Linked DNA regions of Zea mays: region 2 is linked to region 1. A link is a contact called in public Hi-C data. All regions are on one chromosome and are shown on one strand. Each heading gives the region's core, a stretch centred on a gene start, on an enhancer-like site or on the middle of the called end of the contact. The rest is flanking DNA. Distances are from core to core; before and after follow the strand shown.

Region 1 (5,536 bases), core at 2,668-5,167:
TCGAGATTGCATATATTAACACTAAGGAACAATTAGCCGATATCTTTACCAAGCCACTATATGAACAAACTTTTAACAAACTTAGGCATGAGCTAAATATTCTTGATTCTAGGAACTTCTTTTGATGTCTTGCATACATAGCTCATAAATATACCTTTGATCATGTCTCTTTTATATAACTATGACTAATGTGTCTTCAAGTGAATTTCAAACCAAGTCATAGGTGTATTGAAAGGGAATTGGAGTCTTCGGCGAAGACAAAGGCTTCCACTCCACTCCATAACTCATCCTTCGCCGTCGCTCCGAGCAACTCTCCGTCTTTGGTATAATCTTCACTTATATTTTATTTGCCAAAGGGGAGAAAGTAGTTAGGATAAGGGCTTATATTTCACTCAAAGTATCCGTTTTTGGCGATTCATGCCAAAGGGGGAGAAAGTATTAGCCCAAAGCAAAAGGACTGCACCACCACCGCATTTTAAAAAGAGTTTTTCAAATTGGTATCTTATTGTGTTCAAAAGGGGGAGAAAGTAGCACCTTCAAAATTGATATCTTAAAACCCTCTTGAACACTAAGAGGAGGAATTTATTGAGGGGGAGTTTTGTTTAAGTCAAAGGAAAAGCATTTGAAACAGGGGGAGAAAATTTCAAATCTTGAAAATGCTTCTCAAAACCTTATTCATTTACCTTTGACTATTTACAAAAGAACTTTGAAAAGAATTTACAAAAGAATTTGCAAAACAAAACATGTGGTGCAAGCGTGGTCCAAAATGTTAAAAATAAAAGAAACAATCCATGCATATCTTATGAATTTCTATTGGCTCAATTCCAAGTAACCTTTGCACTTACAATTATGCAAACTAGTTCAATTATGCACTTCTATACTTGCTTTGGTTTGTGTTGGCATCAATCACCAAAAAGGGGGAGATTGAAAGAGAATTAGGCTTACACCTATTTCCTAATTGATTTTGGTGGTTGAATTGCCCAACACAAATAATTGGACTAACTAGTTTGCTCTAGTCTATAAGTTCTACAGGTGCCAAAGGTTCACAATAAGTCAATAAAAAGACCAAGAATGGGTTCACACAAAAAGAGCAAGGGACAACCGAAGTGCTCCCTGGTCTGGCGCACCGGACAGTGTCCGGTGCACTAGGGAACTCCAAGCTGAACTCAACACCTTCGGGAATTCTCAGAGGCGCTCCGCTATAATTCACTGGACTGTCCGGTGTACCACCGGACAGTGTCCGGTGCACCAAGGGAGAGCGACTCTGAACTCGCCTGCTTCGGGAATCTGCTCCGCTAAAATTCACCGGACTGTACGGTATAACACCGGACTGTCCGGTGAGCCAGCGGAGCAACGACTACTTCGCGCGCAACGGTCGACTGCAACGCATTAAATGCGCGCCTGCGCGTGCAGAGGAGCAGAGCACGCGCGGGTGGCACACCGGACAGCCTACAGGGCCCACAAAATAGAGCTCTAACGGTCGGAACCCAACGACCAGGTGACGTGGCTGGCGCACCGGACAGTGTCCGGTGGCGCACCGGACTGTCCGGTGCGCCCGTCGACAACAGCATCCACCAACGGTCAAGTTTGGTGGTTGGGGCTATAAATACCCCAACCACCCCCACATTCAAGTCATCCAAGTTTCTACACTTCTACACCTTACAAGAGCTATAACATTCAATACTAGACACACCAAATAGATCAAATCATCTCCTAATTCCACACAAAGCTTTAGTGATTAGTGAGAGAGATTTGTTGTGTTCATTTGAGCTCTTGCGCTTGGATTGCTTCCTTCTTTCATTCCTTCTTGTGAACAACTCAATTGTAACCGAGGCAAGAGACACCAATTGTGTGGTGGTCCTTGCGGGGAAGTTTGTTCCCGTTTGATTGAGAAAAGAAGCTCACTCGGTCCGAGGGACCGTTTGAGAGAGGGAAAGGGTTGAAAGAGACCCGGCCTTTGTGACCACCTCAACGGGGAGTAGGTTTGCGAGAACCGAACCTCGGTAAAACAAATCATTGTGTCACACTCTTTATTCGCTCACGATTTGTTTTGCGCCCTCTCTTTCGGACTCGTTTATATTTCTAACGCTAACCCGGCTTGTAGTTGTGCTTAAGTTGTTAAATTTCAGATTCGCCCTATTCACCCCCCCTCTAGGCGACTTTTATGGACAAAATACTCGTGTCTCGTGAGCTCACTCGACTCGTGGTCAGCTCGGCTCGGTTAATTTCAATTTTATCACGAGCTGAGCTAACATCTCAGCTCGGTTCGTTAACGAGCCAATTCGACACGAGCTCAAGCCAGCTCGTTAGCTCGAATGAGCTAGCATTTATCTATAAAACAAAGTATATACTTGTATTGAATGAATTAATGAGTGATGAACTATATTAATTTAGGGTTTAAATAATGTGATATATAGAATTGAGTATTGTTAGCCTTTTTAGTATTAAATTATTATAAAATTAACTAGCAATTTATTATATTGTTGTATATATATATGTATTTTTTTGTTGTGGCTCGCGAGCTAAAAGAGCCAGCTCGAGCTCGCAAACGAGCCGAGTCAAACTGGTTCTCTGGCTCGGTTTCTTAACGAATCGAGCCGAGACACCAGCTCGACTCAGCCGATATCCACCCCTATCTCCGCCTCCCTGCGGCAGACAGCAGGAGCTCGCCTGGGGTGGTTGTCCAGGTGGAGCCCGCTCGGCAGAGAAGAAATAGGGTGCAAGACTTCATATCATATAGTCGACCACTGCAGGGCTATTTTATGATACATCCGGTCATATAACTCTAAATTTATATTAAAAAATATTTTATCTTTATCATTAAAATTCTTTACTCTATATCATAATCATCCGCAGTCATATTTACTCCATATTTTAACCCTATACTAACTACTCTATATTATATTATTTTCCATTCCTCACCCAGTAGTAGGTATGGTGTGTCGTGATGTGTAGACAACACCACAACAGTCAGAAATAGAAATGGCAATGGGGATCTGAGCCTCGATTTTTCGGGGAAATTCCTCTATTAGAAGATGGAGATGAAGAAATTTTTTTTCTCACGGGGATGTAAACAGGAAAACTTCTCATCCGATAGGGACGAGGATGAAGAAGCATTTCTCATTCCCGTTTTCCTTTTGGATCCATTAAAATTACATGTGAGGATGCTTTTATATAATAGTTAATAATAAAAATAATTAATTAATTTATCAAGAGATCAACCGTATATAAATATGTTCATTTTAACGTTCACAATGATTTTTACATCTAACAATTTACATAAATGATAATATTTTATATTAATATCGAATGAAGTATAATTAAATTTAAACGAGGATGGAGATCTGAATTTATCTATGCTGAAAACGGACTGCATGCGTTCGCTGAGATCGCCGCGAGAAATATTTTTTTCGCACAACAGAGATAGGGAGCTAAGAGCAACTCCAATAGTTATATAAATTTTAGCTCTTTAAATCACAGATTTAAGAAGTTGCTAAATAACTTTGGGAGTACAAAAATGTGAGTTCTCCAATAGTTCTCTTAATATAGGTTGTAATTTTGTTTTGTATCTATCCACATAAAAAAGATAAAGTCACAAATATCATCAATTACCTTCATTATCTATATAATGCAGTAAACATTTTTGTTTAGGGAGTTGCTAAATGGTTATCAAATGTAGAGAGGAAACAAGGTTAGATAAAAAGTTGTTAAATTTAGAAAGCTTATTTAGAGAACCGTTGGAGACGAGTTTTTGTGTTAATTATTTAAATTGTTGATTTAGGAAGTGTATTAGAGAACTACTGTTAAGCGGAGGCGGAGCACGCGCTCCCAAAAAAAAAAAAAAGATCAGCCTGTTCTCAAGTACTCACGCTGTCGCCGAGAAAAACTCAGGAACCCAATCAGCCGACGGAATCTCACCTGCTCTGCTCCTCAGCCCCAGCCCAGGCCTTCGCTCTCGCTGCCCTGAGCCCTCCGCGTTCCCCGCCCGCCACGCGATGCCGGCGTGGGCCGAAGCGGCGCTCGTGCTCGCCTCACCATCCCCCGCCACCGCCTCCTCGACCACGTCATCATGTGGCGCCAGGCCGCGCGCCGCCGTGGGGTCCGTCAGGCTCTTCTGCAAGGTGGCTCCTCCCCCTCCCCTGCCTCCGGCCATTTATTATTCCGTATGGCGTACTGGTGCAGATGCTTTTTAGTAGCGATTGCGAGCGTGTATGGCTCCCGCCGGTATTGGTACCGCTCTGACTTGTTGGTTGCTGCGCCTAGACTACTGGCATCTAGCTAAAGTTATGTGTGATATTCCTTGCAACATCATATTATCCTCTTTGTGCTAAAGTTCTGGTAGGGGCGTGTGGTTCCTCAAATTGGACGTTATATTTGTACAGATCGGATTGCAGAATAAGGCTTGAAGCGTAATTTGTGGGCTCAAAATGAGCAGTGAGCAGCCTTTGGGTTGTGTTGCTCTTGGTGCTAATCTGGTCTGTGTCGCATGAGGTTTTGTGTGATGTTGCTCTGCCTTGCGACACATCCAGTGTTGCAACAACTTCTCGATCATTTTTTTTCCAGAGCGCTGGAGCTACATGCTACAGTGTTGCCGTGCTGGCCTACTGGGTGTGCTTTGCCCGTTCAGTGAAAAATATCGGCACTGCACTTTATTCACAACGGACACGGAAAACAATTTAACCTACTACTCAAATGCTAGTGTTTTGCGAGGCTGAAAGATAGAATTTGTCACTGAAAGTAGCTCAAATCATAAATATAGATTGGAAGACCAGGGCTGCCTTAGAATTTGATATTTCTGTTGTGAGGATTTTGGTTGTTCGTGATGATTGCCATATACCCCATCCAATGTGAAGATATGGACCTCCAACACATCCTAGAGCCCTTTCAAGGATCTCAAAAGGACTTTCCGTGCCGCTTCTTGGGCCTTTAGTTGCACACCCACACCATCAGAAAATTTCATGTGCAACCGCTCATCGAGAAAATCGGCAACTCTGCCAGACTGGAAAGGCAGGCTCCCAAATGGAGCTGGACGACACATTCTAGTCATGTCAGTCCTTTCATCTGTACCGACCTATCCCCTAATGATCTTCTCGCTTGCAGTCTGGGTAAGAAAGCAAATTAACAAGATTCATCGATCCTTCCTTTGGGAAGGAGATGCAAATGCTAATGGTGGTCATTGTCTGGTAAATTGGCCAATGGTCTGTATGCCCAAAGACTTGGACGGTCTGGGAGTGTTGGACCTAGAAAAGTTTAGCAGAACTCTTCGACTTCGGTGGCTTTGGCAATAGTGGACAGCGGAAGACAAGCCTTGGGCCGACAAGTCCCCTGCAATGCAGTAGGTGGCTTCCTCTTCAATGCCTCCACCATCGTAGCCATCGAAAATGGAAGCAAAGCAAAATTCTGGCAGCATAGTTGGCTTAACAGTGAGGCCCCAAGAAATCTAGCAACTCACCTGTTCCACTTGGTCAGAAGGAAAAACAAAACAGTCCAACAGGAACTGACAAACGGCACCTGTGTCAGAACTTTGAGGGGAAAG
Region 2 (5,569 bases), core at 1,083-3,582, 440 kb before region 1:
TTTAATACCGGTTTTGTTAACCCTGATCTACGCCCCCTAGCAGTAGCAAACCCTAAAATCTAACAACACCCACTGGCCACTGCATGACTAACTGGACCCTTTTCGTGTACGCTGGCGGTGGCAGGATCATGACACAACCGTCTTGACCTTGTAGTTCCTGGCAAACCCACTGTACACAACAAAGTTGAGCGTGCACAGCGCCGCCATGGTCCAGAAGAAGTAGTCGAGGTGGCCCTCGTTGAGGTTGTCAGAGATCCAGCCGGGCCGGCCGCCGGTCGCCGTGAACGCGTCCACGACGGCGTAGATGAGCGAGCTCATGTAGCTCCCCAGCGCGACGGTGAGCAGCGCGAAGGACGTGCACATGGTCTTCATCGTCTCCGGCGCCTCGTTGTAGAAGAACTCCAGCTGCGCGATGTAGCAGAACACCTCCCCGCCGGCCAGCACGAAGTACTGCGGCATCTGCCACGCGATGCTGACGGACTCGCCGCGGCCCGCGGCGTCGAGGCGCTTCGTCTCCACCAGCGCCGCCACGGCCATGGCGCACGCCATGAGCAGCCGCCCGGCGCCCATCCGCTGCAGCTGCGACGGCTCGCCGCGGGCGGGGGAGATGGCCCGGAGCGCCGGCACGACCGCGGAGCCGTAGATGAGCACCCACGCCAGGACGCACAGCACCTCGAAGGACACCATGGACGCGGCCGGGACGGTGAGCGACATCACCCGCATGTCCATCACGCCGCCCTGCTGCACGAACGTGGTGTTCAGCTGCGCGTACGCCGCCGACAGCACGATGCTGGTCGCCCATATCGGGAGCAGGCGCAGCAGGATCTTGAGCTCCTCCACCTGCGTCACCGTGCAGAGCCTCCACGACGACCCCGCGGCGTCGGCGTCGTTCGTCACCTCCTCCAGGTCCAGGTCCGTCTCCACGACCACCGCCGCCTTGTCGAGGAACCCGAACTCGTCGGTGTGCGTGATCCTGGGCTGCTCGTCGATCTTGTCGTGGACCTCGTAGAGGAGGCTGGCGTCCGCGGGGACTCTGAGGCTGGCCTTCCTGAGCGCGGCGACCACGACCTGGCCCAGGCTCTTGAGCGGCGTGCCGGTGGGCATCCGGCGCTTGTACATGGGCGTGGCGAGCACGAATCCGCCGAAGGCGAGGGCGATGCAGGCGGTGGCGATGCCGAAGCCGAGGCCCCAGCTGACGTTCTGCTGGACCCACACGATGAAGACGCCCGAGACGATCATGCCGAAGTCGACGCAGATGTAGTACCAGCTGAAGAAGGACATCCTGCGCTCCCGGTCCACGGCGTTGTCGCCGTCGAACTGGTCCGCGCCGAACGGCAGCAGCGCCGCGCGCACGCCGCCGCTGCCGAAGGCCACGAGGTAGAGGCCGAGGAATAACGCCACGTTCCGCGAGCCGAGCATGGGGTGGCACCAGGGCCCGACTCCGCAGAGCTCGGTGGCCGGCAGGAACGCCGAGAAGGTGACGAGCATCATGCCCTGCGGCCGCGCCGACCAGATCGCAAAGAGCTAAGCTTAAGCATATGCTCGCTTGATGATTAGGATTTGGAATCGAAAAAAAATAGCAGTAATATATGCTCACAAGAAGGTAGACGAGGAGCGAGACGAGGATGGTGTTGTAGTTGCCCCAAAACGTGTCCGCGACGATGGCGGCGAAGATCGGGGTCAGGTAGCTGGTGCCGAACCACGAGGTGACGCTGGACGCACTGGCTACGTTGCTGCCGTGCAGGACGGTCTCTAGGTACACCACCAGGTTCGTGCCGATGCCATTGAACGCCGTGCTCTCCAGGCACTCGAATCCTGGAGAAGACGTTCGGTGTTCAGTCTGTCAGCTAGTATTAATACTAGCTAGAGAAAGGTCGAAACTAGAGTAGCAGTCTCGGTGGCTCTGTCTGAACTCTGAAGAGGGAGAGCTCACCTAGAACCACCGCCGGTGCTTTGCTCCCGGTTTTCTTGTTCTGAATGAGTGGCACCGTGAGGCTTTCCTCCTGAATCTTTGGAGCCCCCCTCTGCAATATGTTGCGCGTACAAACGGTCAAACGGAAGCGGGGACGCTTCTGTATATGTTACTTCACTGGACAATGAAAATGAATAGGAGCTCCTGGAGCTAGCGCGTACGGCGTACCTCTGGCAGCCGCGATGACGAGCGCTGGCCCTTTTCCATGGCGTCGCCGGCGTCCATTTGCCGCTGCAGCTGTTAAAAGAAGCTACCGGCCACGAGCTACAAGAAGCTACCAGCTCCTGCTTTTTGCTCGCAAGCCGCGGAGCGGGCGGCTTCACTGGTCGTGTGCCGTGCTCGGAGACCTGAGCCTGGGATGGGAATGAATGAACGAGAGCGCAAGCAGCGCAGCTTTATATATACGCGGCCACCGGCCACCCTCGAGCGGCACGCACGCGACAGGGAGATGGAGCTGGTAAAAGCGGCGGGCGTCACGGACCCTGACGTCCCCAGCGGCGTGACACTCTCTCTGTACTCGGGCGAGATCAATTCAAAGCAGCATATTGCCATTTTATTAGAGTTGGCGGCTCTGAAGACACGCCATGCAATCTGCACTTCCCCCGTACCCGACGGCGTGTCACCGCGGTAACCTTTTTCTAACCTCCTGCCTACTGCTCCGATCTTTCTGCGAAGCGTATCGTGCCTAATTTACCTGATCGGCGCTACTAGCCCATGCACTCAACGGCCGTGCTCACTGTCGTCGACCGGTGGCGCATCGTGCATGGATCTTAGCTAGCACCAGGGGGGATTCACCCCTGCAGTTTTCTGAGACGGCAAGATGTGTCTTCTGACAAACGTTCAAGAATCAGTGGCCTTCAGCTCCACCCTGACTAGAGTTACCATTGACTCTGTCTTCGAAGAATTGCCCCCGGCCGGGCCCGTCCTAGTTTGCTTATACTGACAGGACAGGTAGTGTCATGCAAGCATCATACTTTGAGACTTCCAGTAGCGATGCAAATAGGATGCTACGCATGCCCAGTCATGCTGCCAGGAGTGCAAGAACGTGTCCGCTACTAACAGTTTAGCATCAGCTGCCGCCTAGATAGGATAACGGTCAAACTCCAACATTGCAGGTGAGACCGTGTCGCTTCTTTCCGCGGACATCTCTTCTTTCCCGGCGTTCACAGTAGCTGACACTACTAGTTCGATTTGCTTTCCGCCTAGCACACAGCAGCAAGTCGTTTGACTCTCATGGCCTGTTTAGAAACCCATTATTTCCTTAGTCCCAAGATAATACCGTGGTATTAGAGCACACCATAGTATTTTGGACCAAAAGACGTTTGAGAGCATATCTAAAAATTATGCCTTTTAAACCATGATTTTATTAATACCACAATATTTTAGGTCTGGACTAAAGGTTTTTTTGCTTGCACGTGTTGAGTTTGTGATCCAAATTCTGAAGAAGGCAGCCAAGTTGGCGAGCAAAGCGGAGGCCCGTCGCCGGGAGGCTTGGACCGGAGCGCAGCGATGGATCACCTACATATTTGCTACTATATGTTGATGACATGTTGATTGCTGCCAAGAGCATGAAGGAAATCACTGCTTTAAAGGCAACAACTTAGTAGCGAATTTGATATGAAGGATCTGGGTGCTGCAAAGAAAATCCTTGGCATAGAGATAGTCAGGGATAGGAAGTCTGGACTGCTGTACTTGAGCCAGAAGAATTATATTGAGAAGGTCCTTCGTCGTTTCAACATGCAAAATACTAAACCTGTGAGTACTCCGTTGGCTCCTCATTTTAAACTGTCTGCTAAACAGTGTGCTGAAACTGATGCTGAGCTTGAATATATGTCAAAAGTTCCATACTCTAGTGTTGTTGGGTCACTCATGTATGCTATGGTTTGTTCTCGTCCTGATTTATCTCATGCTATGAGCGTTGTTGCTAGATATATGTCTAATCCTGGTAAAGAGCATTGGAAAGCTGTTCAGTGGATTTCAGATATCTACGTGGTTCTTCTAGTGCTTGTTTATGTTTTGGTAAATCTGGAGATGGTCTGGTTGGCTATGTTGATTCAGATTATGGTGGTGATTTAGACAGGAGGAGATCTCTTTTAGGTTATGTCTTTACTGTTGGAGATTGTGTTGTGAGTTGGAAAGCTCGTTTACAGGATACTGTTGCTTTGTCTACCACATAAGCTGAGTATATGACAATTGCAGAAGTTACTAAGGAAGCCTTATGGTTGAAAGGTATATATTCAGAGCTATGTGGAATTAAGTCTTGCATTACCATCTATTGTGATAGTCAGAGTGCTATTCATCTCACCAAAGATCAGATGATTACTGAGAAATCCAAACATATTGATATTCGTTATCATTTCGTTCGTGATATCATTGAAAAAGGGTTGGTGAAGGTATGCAAGATCAGTACTGATAATAATCCAGCTGATATGATGACAAAGCATGTTTCTGTTGCTAAGTTTGAGCTATGCTCAAACTTAGTTGGTATTATAAATTAGCCCTTAGTGGCTGTTGGCGTCGGCAAGATGATGATGCATTTGTTTAAGGTGGAGTTTGCTATTATGATGCTACAAGGAATTTGTCTCAAGGTGGAGTTTGTTGAGTTTGTGATCTAAATTCTGAAGAAGGCAGCCAAGTTGGCGAGCGAAGCGGAGGCCCGTCGCGCGGGAGGCTTGTGCCGTTTCACCTCTATAAATATCTTTGTAAGCCGCAGATGATAATTATTTTAATTGTAAATCTCCTGCGATCTGTAACCACCCGAAAATAGTGAGAAGTTGCTGGCCGGCGCCCGTGGTTTTTTCCCTTCGCTTTAGAGGGGTTTTCCACGTTAAATTTGTGTCTTCTCTGTGATTGATCTTCTTTGTGTCGCATTCATTTATAACAGCACATAGCTACAATCTTCTTTTCTCCTACACTAAAATTGAAATAAAGTGTCTCCAAACAGACGTTGAATTGCACAAATATAAAATATATCATAATTATAAATATATCATAATTATGTCATGTCACACAATAAACTATGATATTGTAAACCATGGTATAAAAACAGAGTTTCCAAACATGCCTGTCGAGAACTACTTTTCTTTTCTCAAACCGAACTAAGGGGGTGTTTGGTTTCTAGGGACTAATTTTTAGTCCTTACATTTTATTCCACTTTAGTTACAAAATTATCAAATATAAAAACTAAAACTCTATTTTAGTTTCTATATTTGTCAATTTATATACTAAAATGGAATAAAATGAAGGGACTAAACATTAGTCCCTAAAAACCAAACACCCCCTAAAGTACACAAGCTCGTACTTTTTCTACCTGTGTGGCCGTGTGTGGAAAACCGTATTACCAGCACGTGGCAAAATACATGATCTGCGTTTGGACTGCAGGGCGGCACCGTTGTTGTGTGGTCGTTGAGAGGTTCAGTTTTATTATTTATGTGATTGTTGAGAGGTTCGGTCGTTCATATAATCAGATCCCAGAAAGAGGCTCCATCAGTAGCATTGACAGAAAGATTCGATTTGAAAAAAATCTTCTCAACTCCTGGTCAGCGCAGCCGTCAGCCACGTCTTAATTACGTAGCATCTCACGGTCTGTGTCACCAA

The links. Hi-C and Micro-C count contacts between places; a contact is called where the count stands out from the background.
Region 2: a contact with region 1 is called in a Hi-C map of ear, with 2.1 times the contacts expected there. The contact joins the promoter of LOC103642022 here to the promoter of LOC100278968 in region 1. A contact is called at or near these places in 2 of 25 Hi-C or Micro-C datasets (ear and tassel).

What each region holds. Positions count from the first base shown.
Region 1 is chr10:142,455,531-142,461,066 of Zm-B73-REFERENCE-NAM-5.0, reverse strand. It overlaps LOC100278968, which reads left to right and starts at 3,917. Exons shown (of 3, transcript NM_001152061.1): 1 at 3,917-4,121. The coding sequence starts at 3,996.
Region 2 is chr10:142,889,939-142,895,507 of Zm-B73-REFERENCE-NAM-5.0, reverse strand. LOC103642022 (protein NRT1/ PTR FAMILY 8.3) reads right to left here and starts at 2,332. Exons shown (of 4, transcript XM_008665334.4): 1 at 2,141-2,332; 2 at 1,934-2,024; 3 at 1,598-1,815; 4 at 1-1,494. The coding sequence starts at 2,197. The coding sequence ends at 127.